Regions from separate parts of the Sus scrofa genome. Here regions 2 and 3 are each linked to region 1. The links are chromatin contacts, called in public HiChIP or PLAC-seq maps. All regions are on one chromosome and are shown on one strand. Each heading gives the region's core, a stretch centred on a gene start, on an enhancer-like site or on the middle of the called end of the contact. The rest is flanking DNA. Distances are from core to core; before and after follow the strand shown. Region 1 holds the start of PPP1CB (protein phosphatase 1 catalytic subunit beta). Region 2 holds the start of BABAM2 (BRCA1-A complex subunit BRE). Region 3 holds the start of MRPL33 (39S ribosomal protein L33, mitochondrial).

Region 1 (4,174 bases), core at 946-3,445:
AAATGCTTCTCCAAACAGGATCATCATTCTAGCTTGTCACCTGTTCTATGTTCACCATCAATGCATAAAAAATTTAAAAAATCTCAAAATGGAGAGAAAGCTAAAAAGGGGATTAGGAAATCCTATCTCTGTAAGTCATCTGAAGCATCATAAAGCACTTGATTGGACAACATACTCCCCCCCAAAAAAAACCCTATGGTTTCTGTTCTCGAAGTTTATGATACAGCATATGCAGATTTAAGCACCTCAGCTCACATACACTGACAGGGAATATATCACAATTGCTAAGAGTGCAGACTCTGGCACTAGGTGACTAGTTTGAATCCCAGTTCTGCCACTTACTTATCTGTGTGATCTGGGACAAGGTATTTAACGATTCCGTGCCTTAACAAATCCCATCTACAAAGTAGAGATAATAATAATGCCTACCTCATATGGCTAGTGTAAGGATTAAATGAAATAACACATTTAAAGTAGTGCTAGAGGAGTTTTCCATTGTGGCTCAGGGGAAACGAACCCAAATAGTATCCATGAGGATGTGGGTTTGATCCCTGGCCTTGCTCAGTGGGTTAAAGGATCCAGCATTGGCTCAAGCTGCAGTGTAGGTCACAGATGCGCTCAGATCTGACATTGCTGTTGCTGTAGCATAAGCCAGCTGCTGCAGCTCTGATTTGACCCCTAGCCTGGGAACTTCGATATGCCCTAAAAAGCAAAAATAAACAAATAAATAAATAAAGCAACGCCAGAGCACATAAAAAGATCTCATCAATGTCAGCTATTACTAGCAATAGGTGAGCGGGAGCAGCACTGCCTTGAGCTTGAGACAGCATCTTGTTTGATTTTTGTGGACAAACACCTGAGGAATGAGTAAAGATTTCCCATCTGACCACCTCTGAGAACGGGCCAAAAAACTCTCGCTTACCTAGAAGCTTTGCGTGGCTACTCTTTCTCCTGTATTTCTAGAGGCAGAATTATGTGGTAGAAAGACGAGGTGAACAACGAACTGTTCTGAGCCTCTGTGCTTCCTTGTCCCTCTCTTCCGCGTACCAGATACTTAGTGGGAACTGCAGGCACAAAGATAAATTTAGTTTACCCTATAGCAGCTCACAGTAGAGTGTAGGAGATAAAAATGCAACAACAATTATAAGATACGATGATGAAGCAATATAATGAAGGTATTTTTTTCTTGCTCAAAAATACACTGTGGAAAAACAGTAAGCTATGTGAAAGCGCTCTGTAGAGAGCAGAAAGCAGTTCCCACGTAAAACATTATTACTGCTGACCCTCAGGGCCCAATTTAATTTATTTCATCTAGGAACACCAGGGCAACCAACCTTGTGGAACCGTAGGGTAAAAATCCCTCATTTGCAATGTCAAGCTTTTCCAGCAGAGTAACCCCATTCTTGCTTCCCAAACGCGCAAATCCAGTTTCAAACATGGGTAATGCAGTCTGTGTTTCCCGCCTAACAAGACCCGGGAATTGGCTTGCAACACCAGGATTGAAACCAAGAAAAGAAAGGCGAGGCGGGAAGAGCACAAGAACTACGTCGTCTGCTGAGCGCCCAGCCTCAGGGAGCTGGGAAGCGGAAGGTCAGCCCTGCCTACGCGCGCCCTGCGTAATGGGAGCTTTCCCAGAGCATCAAACCCCCGGGAGCCTTGAGGGCGCCTGCGCAGCCGCGACGATTCGGCGCAGTGGAAGTGGAGAGGGAAGGCGACGCACCTGCGCAAAGGCGGCGACGCGGCGGCGGCAGAACCGAGTCTAGTGCGATTGCGCCGCGGCTGGCGGACGGGGGGGGCGCCGCGAAGGAGTGCGCCGTGCGGCTGCGCGGAGGCCTGCGTGGCGCGGTGGCGGGGAAGGGCGGTGTGGAGTGAGTGGCGCTGCGGGTGGGGCCGTCGGCGGCGCTGGTGAGCTTTGCGGAGTTGGGCGGTGCCGAGGAGGAGGAGGTGGCGGCTGGGTCTGACGCGGCCCGGTTCGTGGGGGCTCCGCTTGTTTATTTATTTATTTATCGTGTGTGCCTCCGAGTGTGCGGCGCTCCACTACTTGGTGGGGAGGGGGTGGGGGAGGGCCTGGGGGAAGGGGGAGTTGGAACCGGGGTCGAAACGCCGCGTGACTTGTAGGTGAGGGAACGCCGAGCGGTCGCCGCAGCCTCTGCCGCCGAGAAGCCCTTGTTCCCGCGGCCGGGAAGGAGCGTCTAGTGCCGACAAGATGGCGGACGGGGAGCTGAACGTGGACAGTCTCATCACCCGACTGCTGGAGGGTGAGTCGGGGCCTGGCCGGCCGCGGAGAGGGGAGGTTCCCTCAGCCCTGCTTCCTCCTCCGCCAACCGGAGCGGGCGGGAACCCCCTTTCCCGCCCCAGGGCGGCCGCCGAGGAGCGGGCTAAGAAGCTGGTGGGCCGGAGGAAGCGGGCTCCGGGAACACGGCCCGGGGTTGGGGTGGGGGGGTGGGGGTGAGGCGGGCGAGAGGGGCTGACCCCGCGGGCGGGCAGTGCCCCTGCGGACCTACGGGGACCCGCACAGCGGCGCGCCGAACGCGGGTAGAGGAGCCCCGGGCTGCTGGGTGACCCTTCCCAAAGAGGGTGCCAGGATGCGTGCTCTTGTGCTTTGTATGCCGGTGGAAAGTGTATTCCTTCTCTGTTCTCTTTGTGCCTTGCCCTTGGCTGCCTCCGATTCTTGTTCTGGGAGTGGATTTTATAAAACCTTCTCCTTGAGAAAACTGTTTGATCTGTTCTGCATTTTTTACTTGATGCTTCCAGGACCAGCTCTATTTAAGGAGAAGATGGAGTTGAGTAGCTTTCATTTATTATTTAGCTTTAAAAATGAGTAAAACAAAAGTATTTGAGCGAGCTGAAGATGCACGCAAGAAATACGAAATATGTAGACATGTTTACTGAAGCGCTTGGTTTTCGGGTTTGAGAATTTAACAGGTTTGAGCAGGCTTTAAATTCTGCATAAACTTAGAAAAGGTCGATTGTCAAGCTTCGCTTGTGTTTAAAAGATATTTACAAGTCTTCACAGCTTTTGAAGTTTCTGGGCCCTTCTGTTTTTATTGGATAGTTTTATGTTAGGGTAAAGAGAAGAGATGGAGCGGCCAGGATGTTACTCAAAGTCAATCGCGATTTTCTGCCAGTGAATCCCTTTGCCCTGAAGTTTGCGTCATCGCTAAACTGCTTTTAGAGTGTGTAGAAAAGAAACTAAGCTATTAAAAGAAAAAAATGTAGAGTCCTCTCTCAGAAAGCGTGGAAGGGTTGCATGTGCATTGTTACTTGCTTTCAAATTTCCTGAAGATAAGTGTTTGGTACAGTGAAGCAGTGTGTGCTTACATTTGGAAAATCTTCACAGAAGATTATATGTTTGAGGGGCGGCGGAGAGGGCGCTAGTTCTTTTTTATCCGCCCATGTGTGTATCTCTTCAGTTCTGTGTGTACCGTTGTGTAACAAACTACAGTATATTTGTTCCAGATGTGCAAGCGTTCCAGCAGTCTAAGACTGAGTAAAAAGCCTTCCTGCAGTCGTAAGACTGAATAAGGAGCAAAGTTTTACAGGGAACTCTTGTTTGCCTTTCCTTTTGCTATCAAGTTATTCTTGGGAGGCCCCCTGGTGCCTACAGTCCGTGTTCACTGTTAAAGACTGCGGATTTTAACAGATGTGAACATCTTACTGGGTCCACGAGACGTTTGCTTTGGGGGAAACATTTTGTTTGTGTGTGTGTAGCTGTGCGTTATTCTAAGGGGGAAATACAGCTATGTAAAATTTTTAGTGTCTTGTTAACTTTGAGGGATATTTATGCCCACCACCAACTGGTACAAAAAACTTTTATACGTTTTAAACTTAGCTTGTAAAATTGAAATATTTGAAAATCCGATGCTTGTTATCTCAACTTCCTCACTTTTATTTTCCATATATTTACATATTTATATACTTAATAGACATAAAACACAGTAGACTTAAGTGTTTTGAAATATTTAACAGGGGGCCTTTTGTCAGATGCACCTTTTTATGATTTAATTAAGAAACTTCACTAGTGGATTTTTCAGGGGTTTTTAGAAAAAAGGTATCATGGGGGAAATAGGCTAAGTAATTTGTTTCTGTGAATTCAAATTACATGAATATTCGGCTCTGGTTTCAGATGATTTCTTTCTTCCCTTCCTTTTTTTTCCCCTCCCTTTCTTTCCTT
Region 2 (4,188 bases), core at 400-2,899, 850 kb before region 1:
AAACATTTTAAGCAATGTAAGATTAAGCTGGTTATGGGAAGACCCTAAAACTATTTTCTAAGAAAAACACAGGTGGTTTGGTGCAGGGATTTGGTGACTTATTTTTATTGTCCCAAGGCCTTTTTATTTATTTCCAGGTTCTCAGCTACTCTTCTGAAAAGCAAGGTTGCAGGAAAGATGGACAGGTCATACTGCAGTATGTCTGATCACTTTTCATTTTTTGTAAGAAAAATAGCGTTATATCTGAAAAGGCACTCAGCAAAAAATTAAAGTGAAGCAACATGAATCATAGGATTTCCTTGGGATATAGATGAGAGAGGGAGAGAGCGCAATAAATAAATATTACTTTTACAATCAAAAAAGCCATTTTCATTAAAAAATAAATTGGAAAGATCCAATGTCACTGACCTAGCTCAACGATTTTCCGATTTCCTTCTAGCATATTTTATTTCATCCCTTTTTTTTTTTTTTTTTGGTCCATGCCAGGGCCAGGGATCCAATGCGAGCCACAGCAGTGGCCAAGCCTCTGCAGTGACAACGCTGGATCCTTAACCCGCTACACCACAAGAGAACTCCGATTTTGTTTTTTACTATTATAGATATTGTATTTATGGGTTTTTATTTTGATTCACACTTGGTTTGCCATAAGTAACCTACAGTTACTCTAATACTGAAAAATAAACGGAAAATATGAAATGCAAGAATGCTAACGATCAATAGAGTGAACGGCCTGTTGACCTCTGCTCCACTCATTTTATACACGTTCCACGAATAATACCCAACCTGGATGGTGTTATGGCTCAAAACACTTTAGTTCATTTCACTTTCATAACAGCCCAGTGAGGTGGGGGCACCTTCTGGAAGGTAAAATAACTTGGTTAAAGTCACTGGCTAGCCCGGGGAGAGGTTCAACAGCCTGGTCCGGAAAACAGGAACAGGTCTTTGGAGGCGCTTCTAGTTACACGAGAGCTTTTACTACGCTCTGGCCTTTGTTTCCTCATCTGACAGTTACCTTCACAGACTCAAAACCTGCCTCTTCCCATCGAGGCACAGGGCGGCCTGGGGAAACCTGTAGTTCACACCAAAAGCCAACAGGCTCCATGCCCAAGGCCCCAGTGCCAAGGCAGTAAGAAGAGAGAACACGGTCCGTCCCTCCCGCGAGCAGCGGCTTCTGCAAACTGGCCCCAGACTAACCTGACCAGGTCGGTCATGCAGGAGCCCACCACCACCACTGCCGCCGCCACCTGCTCCTGCCACTGCCTCCCGGGTTCCCCAGACGCGGCCATTGCTCTACGTCGGCGCTCTCCAACCAGGAGGCTGCCCTTTAACCTTTGCCCGACCCGGTAACCAGGGACGCCACTCCTACGCTCCCTAACGACGCGGGCCTTGCAGGACGTCCGTGCGGGTCGCCCACCTGAATGCCCGAAATAACCCCGCCCACCAACTGCCCCCAGTTCTTCCAGGAATTGTCTCCCTGCACAGCTTCCCGCTACAGAGCCCTCCTGATCGGTCCAGACTCCGTGCTGCTTGCCGCGCACGAGGCAGGCGCCGAGGCAGGAACTTTCAGGCACTGCGGGGACGCCTCTCCGAGCGCCTGGCCTGGCGCGGCCGGGGACGCGCACGCCGCCCGGCTCCTGGGCCGCAGAGGGGGCGGGGCGGGACGTCCGGGGGGCGCGCACGCATCCGGCCCGCGGTGCGCGCGCAGGTTGGTGCGTCGGTCGGGGGCGCGCTCGGGTAACCTGTACCCCACGTAGTCGCCGGTTACCGATCGGACTAAGCTCCAGGTACCTGGACTGGGGCTGGTGCGGGGAGGTTGGATCCCGAGTCGCACAGGTGGTGCTAAGGACAGTGGTTTAAATATGCCCAGGGCTCGCCTCCTCTTTCTATAGAGAAGGCCCCTGTTCCAAAGATGCCCTGTTCATTCCCATCATGCTGGCTCCCTAGAGAACGAGCCCCCAAGGCCAGAGGCTGCTCTTTCCATGCCTAGCCCGCCCCTGGTCCCTGATTAAGCTCAGCTCCTTCCTCCTTCCCGCCTGATGAGGGGATCGTACAATTTGGGAGAAGGAAGAGCCTCTGGTCCCTTTTAGATGTCCCCCTTTGGAGCGGGATGTCATTCTTTGGGTTCGAGTCGACTTGTTTTTCTTGAACATTGCCCCTTGGAGAAATTGCTTCCCCCGTGTAACTTCCCTCGTGCGCTGCGTGACGTCGACGTGACGCAGCAGGACGCCACCCCTTTCCGTTCCATGACGTAAGCTGGGCACATGTTTCCGTGTTTGTCATCCCATCTTAATTGCAAGAAACTGACGATGCTTCAGACGTCTTTGTATTCCCCAGGCTGCCCATCAGAGGACCTCATGTGACCCTATTTTGAGGCAGCAGATCCCTATAAAAATTGTATTTCTGCATTTTCCTTCTGTAATACGTCAAAATCAGGAAATAGAAATTGCACAATTAGCATTCAGGGGAGGCTGACCACCGTAAATTTTTGCCTATCTAGGATCTCTTATTGTGCTTCGATGTGTAAAGTTACTACTGGGGGTTGAACCCCCATCCGTGTCCCTTACTCAAAAGGATTGCGCCAAAGAACCATCTTTTTTGGCTGTTTGGTGACCTGTGATTTTGGAATCAGTGGTTTTTTTTTTTTTTTTTCCTTAGAGAAGTCACAACAGCTCCTGCTGAAACATTTTAATGCTGCATGAAATCTTGCACTGTCAAAAGATAGTGTTCTGGCTGTGCTGGAAACAAAGACAAATTCATTCCTTCAGGTGTCATTCTAAGGTCATGCCAGTTGCTGAATTGAATGGGATGTTGTCACCTTAAGTATAGTTTGGTTTCTGGAGCAGGTTTGTTCCCTTTAGTGTTTGCCTGGTGAATCACTAGGCTTCAGCAGTAGACCAACAGTAGTCTAATTTGTTTCTGGTTGTCAAGCAACCATTAGTTTAAATTGGTGACTTTTTTGCTCACATTTTACTAGATGTATGCTTTTTTTTTTTTTTTTTAAAAAAAGCACATTCACTTTGATGCTTTTATTTTTTTGGTGATTGAAGTTATAAATGTTTATTTGAGAGGAAGATGGGTATAGTGGACTTGGAGGGAGATCTGGATTTGAATTCCGATCCTTCTTGCTAGATTTGTGAATCTGTGACTTTGAATAAGTTACTCAATCTTGCCCAGCTTTGGTTTTCTTATCTGTGAAATGGGAATAATACTCTTAACCAGAGAACAGGGTAGTTGTGGGGAAATAAATGAAATTACAGATAGAGGTGGGTAATACAGTGCCCGATACTAAGTCGATTTTCAGAACGTGTTGGGTCTGTTTCCTTTTTTCATAGAAGTGAGAGGTAAAATAGGTATTGTGGGGAAGTACATGGAAGAATAATTCTGTAATGTAGGTAAGGTCCTTTTGCTTTTTCCAAGATGAGTATTTCTGTTTTGCATATGATCTAGATAAGCATCCTTTCAAGAACTGTGACATCAATGGGTAGAAATAAAAGTGGAAATGTTGCAGAATAGGAAAAAAAAAAAGCCTTCAAAATGATAATATAGGCTAGTATGCCCTTCAGAGACAAATTATAAAAGTTATCCATGTCATCTGTAAAATGGGAATTTGAATTCACACCTTAATGGGCCAGGGTTGTGAAGATCAGCTGCACTAATGCATATGGAAGCTCTTTATAAGAAATAGAAGTGTTATTAAAATACACATGATTTTTATGACTGATAATACAGGCATTAGATGTTTATTCGTATGTCGTGATCACATACTGGAATGGTGGCGGAAGAGCGTCTGTTAAGTGGTCAGAAGAGGAGCTTGTTTTATGTCTGCAGACAGCATGATTTGAGCACTGGAGGATAAAGCTTTTTACTGCTTCGGGGGTCCTTCTGGGTGTTATCACACTCTATAGGGTCACAGTGTCATTATTTATTGAAAGATGACTGCAGCCCTTCCCTTAATTCCTACTCTGAAATGATTAAAACAGGTACCAGTTTACAGCCTTTAGCAGGGAACTGTAAACTCTCATGTGGCATGATATATGAAAACTGGAACGAGCTCATCATTTACTTGTAACTTGCAGGAAATTAATTTGCTTTTGATGTGGGATTATCCTTTCAGATTGAGGAAGAAAACCATCATTTAAATTGACTTATTCACCTCTGAAAGTGGAGGCTTTCATTTAGAAATCTATT
Region 3 (3,955 bases), core at 460-2,959, 960 kb before region 1:
ATTGGAGTGGGGGAACACTATACAGACTCTGGGCCTCACCTCTGGCATCTCGGTCTTTTAAAGGACCACAGGTGACTGATATCCCCTCAGGAATAAGAATCACTGATCAATGCCCACACTAAGCCTGAAACAGGTCTGAAGAGTTGAAATGACTTTCCAAGGAACAGACTGTTCCTTGGCTTCTGGTTCTGTGTTCTTTCCTTACAAATCCTCTAAAGGAATTTCTTATATAAGAAACCTTACCCTCCTGGACCCCTAAAGCTCTTGTTTGTCCGCAGCTGAACCTCACAAGGTAAGGAAGGATTTGGGAACCTGGAGTGTACTCAGTTGTTGCAATCAAGTTACAGGGAAAAAACTGTTATTAAAGGTACCAAGGGAAAGGACAGTCCTAAATTAAAAAATTGAGTAGTGCTGTTCTCTTGTGGTACGGGCAGGTTTAGGATCCAGTGTTGCCACTGCAGCAACTCAGGTCGCCCCTGTTGCGTAGGTTGACCCCCTGGACTAGGAACTTCCATATGCTACAGGCGCTGCCCAAACAAACAAATAGTAAAAGCATTAAAAATTGAGTTGTATTGGAGAGCTACAGTTCCTCCTTTAAATGATTTTTATTACTTTCAGTGAGGATAATCCATGAGAATACATCTTCTTTCACATTTGTAAAATTTAATATATAGATAAAATCACAGATTAGAAAAAAATCCCCAAGTCCTAATTATTAGTTGGAAAATGAAGTTTTTTTTTTTTTTTGTCTTTTCAGGGCCGTTTCCACAGCATATGGAGGTTCCCAGGCTAGGGGTCTAATCACAGCTGCAGCCGCCGGCCTACACCACAGCCACAGCAACTCGGGATCCGAGCCGTGTCTGCGACCTACACCACAGCTCACAGGCAACGCCGGATCCTTGACCCACTGAGCAAGGCCAGGGATCAAACCCCCAACCTCATGGTTCCTAGTTGGATTCGTTAACCACTGCGCCACGACGGGAACTCCTGGAAAATGAAGTTTTGAATGAAGTCCTTAGTGTTGAAGGAGCCAGGTTCCTTAAAGATAGATTAAGACTGGAAGATGGCAAAGTGGTTAAGTCCCAATATCTAATGGAAAGGGATGAGTCTTTGCAGTCAGACAAAATTGGGTTCAAATTCTGACTCTGCCATTTACTAATTTTGTGACATTAAGCAAATTATGTGAGTGCTCCTAATCGCAGTTTTTCAGCCCCCTATTGCCAGGCACTATATTAAGTGCTTAGACAAGGCAGTTAACAAGATGCAGAGGGCACTGCCTTCATAGAAATCCAACATGTAATTAAAGAATAGGGATTTCAGGTGGGCTTCTTAATTCTGGAGGGACTGAGAGTAGCTGTGAAGCAGGTGGAGTTGGAGTTGGAATTGGTTGGAGGAAGCAAAAGAAGCAACCATTTAAGGAAATAATGCCTCAGTCTGATAGCCTGAAGCAGTTGAGGAACCTACGGAGTTCCTGTGGCTTTAATGTAGGTGGCGGCGATTATTCAGTGAAACAAGTATGGAAAGCACCTAATTCGCATCTAGAAGGAGCAGCCAGATCTGGGGTGCGAACCCCGAGCGCTAACAAAGTCCCTCTCCAAATGGGGAGAGGCCTGCATCTTCCAGCACCACGAAAGAAAGCCGCCTGACATATAAACCACACACGAAAAAAGCGGGCTCCGACCCTCAGGTCTATGTCGGGGGGCGTGGTCGCGGTGAACTTCCGGACATCCTGTTCCGGATCAGGCCTGTGCCCCGGAAGCAGTTGTTTGTTGAGGGACCTTGGGCCCGTTACGGACCCTGCAGTGTACTCTCGCCATGTTCTTGTCCGCGGTCACCTGTAAGTGGGGCTGAAGGCGGCGGGACCGTGGCAGTTGGCTCGGGACGTGGCGGGGCGGGGTGCGCGCGCGCGGGGCGGGAAACTGCGACTGCGACTTCCCAGGCCTTCAGAACTACAGCGCCCGGCATGCCCCGCGGCGCGCTCGCTGAGGGGCAAGTGGGTCTTGGGGGTCGGCGGTGCTGTTGCTGGATCCAGTTGCGGTTCGTTTGGTCAGCGGGAGTGGGGCACACTTCCCCCGCTCTCTGTAGCGCTGTGTCAGCAGAATCACTGCAGTCCTAACTGGGCAAAACTCGGAATTTGTAATACTGTCAGTGGCTTAGAACTTCCAAGATGAAGAGCAGAGGTTGACCTAGGTCTTACAGCTGGGCTGGGAAAGCAGCCCTCTGGCTTCCCAGACTGGGCTCTTCCATGCACCAGGCAGACCTATCATTTAGTTTCCCTTCTCCACCTGATGTGATGATTGTTGGAGTTTGCATAAGTTAACTTATCAAACAAGAGGCTTGTTCTAGTGCAAATATTTACACCTTAGAAGAGGAACAAGTGGAGCAGATCTTTATAAAGATTTAAAAGTATCCGTCCAGCTGAAAAGAGCTTGTGCAAAGCATTACGTCCAGAACTGTAGTGTTCTGATTGGATGTTTAAAACTCTGTAAAATCCTAACGGAATCCCTAATAGCTCAGGACAGTAGTTAACTTGAGTGACAGCCTATGGTGTACTTCTTAAGTGTTTTTGATTATTAATGATATTTATGTGAACTGCAAGATAATAAATCGATATTTTCTCTTTTCTCTTCATCTTTTCCTACTTTCAAAAAAGTTGCCAAGAGCAAGTCAAAGTAAGTAAGAGTTTTCATTTTTTAAACTTGTTTATGTTAGATTCATTAGTCCAGCTGTTGCCAATGAATCCTTTTGGTAAACGAAGCATTTGGCTTTGATTTTATGATAGTTGGTTTGAGGATTACTTACCTGATGAATTATCTTGGCCTTATGAACTGTTTGAAAAAATATTTTCCCTCCTCCCAACTGACCTACTTAAGTGAGCATTCAAATAATTTACTTAAAGTTGCTTTTGCTGTCTTGTTCCTAAACAAATTATCAGGATCCCCATGCTCTCTTTGGACTACCACTGTATTTCTGTTTTCTCAAATTGAGGACTGAGGACCATTTGTGTGGAGCCCACTACAGGAATCTAGCAGAATATGCTGTGATTTGATTAATCCACAGAATCTGTTTAATTGAGTTTTGTAATCCTTTGCATTCATGGTATAAGCATATCAAAAATAGCAAAGGCTGAAGATTCCATTCTGTACCAGAGAGACTATAAATAACAAAATGGTATTTCAAAATAAATTTTGTGGACAATAGCTGAAGTAAGATTTTCTGTGTTAAAAATAGAAAAATTCTAAAGCAGGAGTTCCCTTCATGGCGCAGTGGTTAATGAATCCGACTAAGAACCATGAGGTTGCAGGTTCGATCCCTGGCCTTGCTCAGTGGGTTAAGGATCCGGGGTTGCCTTGAGCTGTAGTGTAGGTTGCAGACACGGCTCAGATCCCCACGTTGCTATGGCTCTGGCGTAGGCTGGTGGCTACAGCTGCGATTGGACCCCTAGCCTGGGAACCTCCATATGCTGCGGAAGCAGCCCAAGAAATGGCAAAAAGACAAAAAAAAATTCTAAAGCAGCCTTTGCTTACAACCCAAGACACACTACGAATCTTTAAATCTAGGTTTTTTGGATTAAAGTTAATGAAAAACATGTATGTTAGTATTTTCCCCTCGGTATCTTTTATTGATTCCTATAGCTTTCCCCACAATCCAGTTATTTATTTCCCACCTTTAGGTTCTGCAGGAATCTTCCATGCCTTCTGTTTCTTTGGAGATGCTCTCTGCCTCTCCTGTTCTTTGTATCCCCCTTGTGCCATTTGTCATTAATGCCTTGCTTTAGAGACCTTGTGTATGTAACTTACCTTCTGTGCTATTGCAGTTACTACTCCAAGATGCACAGGTGGACTTACAGGGCTTTGCATTTCCTATAGTGCTTTCCACAGAGTAAGCACTCAGTAGAAATTTGTTAAATCTTTTTGAATGAATGATGAATTATTGTCCTCTTCATCAGCAAATA

Evidence for each region. HiChIP or PLAC-seq counts read pairs in DNA pulled down with a chosen protein or histone mark.
Region 2: a contact with region 1 is called in an H3K27ac HiChIP or PLAC-seq map of alveolar macrophages. The contact joins the promoter of BABAM2 here to the promoter of PPP1CB in region 1. A contact is called at or near these places in 1 of 5 promoter capture datasets (liver) and 1 of 2 datasets of contacts at active chromatin or transcription factors (alveolar macrophages).
Region 3: an H3K27ac HiChIP or PLAC-seq map of skeletal muscle shows a contact between it and region 1, with 2.5 times the contacts expected there. The contact joins the promoter of MRPL33 here to the promoter of PPP1CB in region 1. A contact is called at or near these places in 2 of 5 promoter capture datasets (fetal liver and liver) and 1 of 2 datasets of contacts at active chromatin or transcription factors (skeletal muscle).

The regions. Positions count from the first base shown.
Region 1 is chr3:110,472,409-110,476,582 of Sscrofa11.1, reverse strand. It overlaps PPP1CB (protein phosphatase 1 catalytic subunit beta), which reads left to right and starts at 2,195. Exons shown (of 8, transcript NM_214184.2): 1 at 2,195-2,258. The coding sequence starts at 2,207. LOC106509865 (a long non-coding RNA gene) reads right to left here and starts at 1,618. Exons shown (of 8, transcript XR_002342800.1): 1 at 1,335-1,618; 2 at 923-1,064.
Region 2 is chr3:111,325,875-111,330,062 of Sscrofa11.1, reverse strand. BABAM2 (BRCA1-A complex subunit BRE) reads left to right here and starts at 1,649. Exons shown (of 12, transcript XM_021088348.1): 1 at 1,649-1,784. RBKS (ribokinase) reads right to left here and starts at 1,287. Exons shown (of 8, transcript NM_001315776.1): 1 at 1,195-1,287. The coding sequence starts at 1,286.
Region 3 is chr3:111,436,489-111,440,443 of Sscrofa11.1, reverse strand. It overlaps MRPL33 (39S ribosomal protein L33, mitochondrial), which reads left to right and starts at 1,709. Exons shown (of 4, transcript XM_003125284.5): 1 at 1,709-1,837; 2 at 2,654-2,672. The coding sequence starts at 1,816.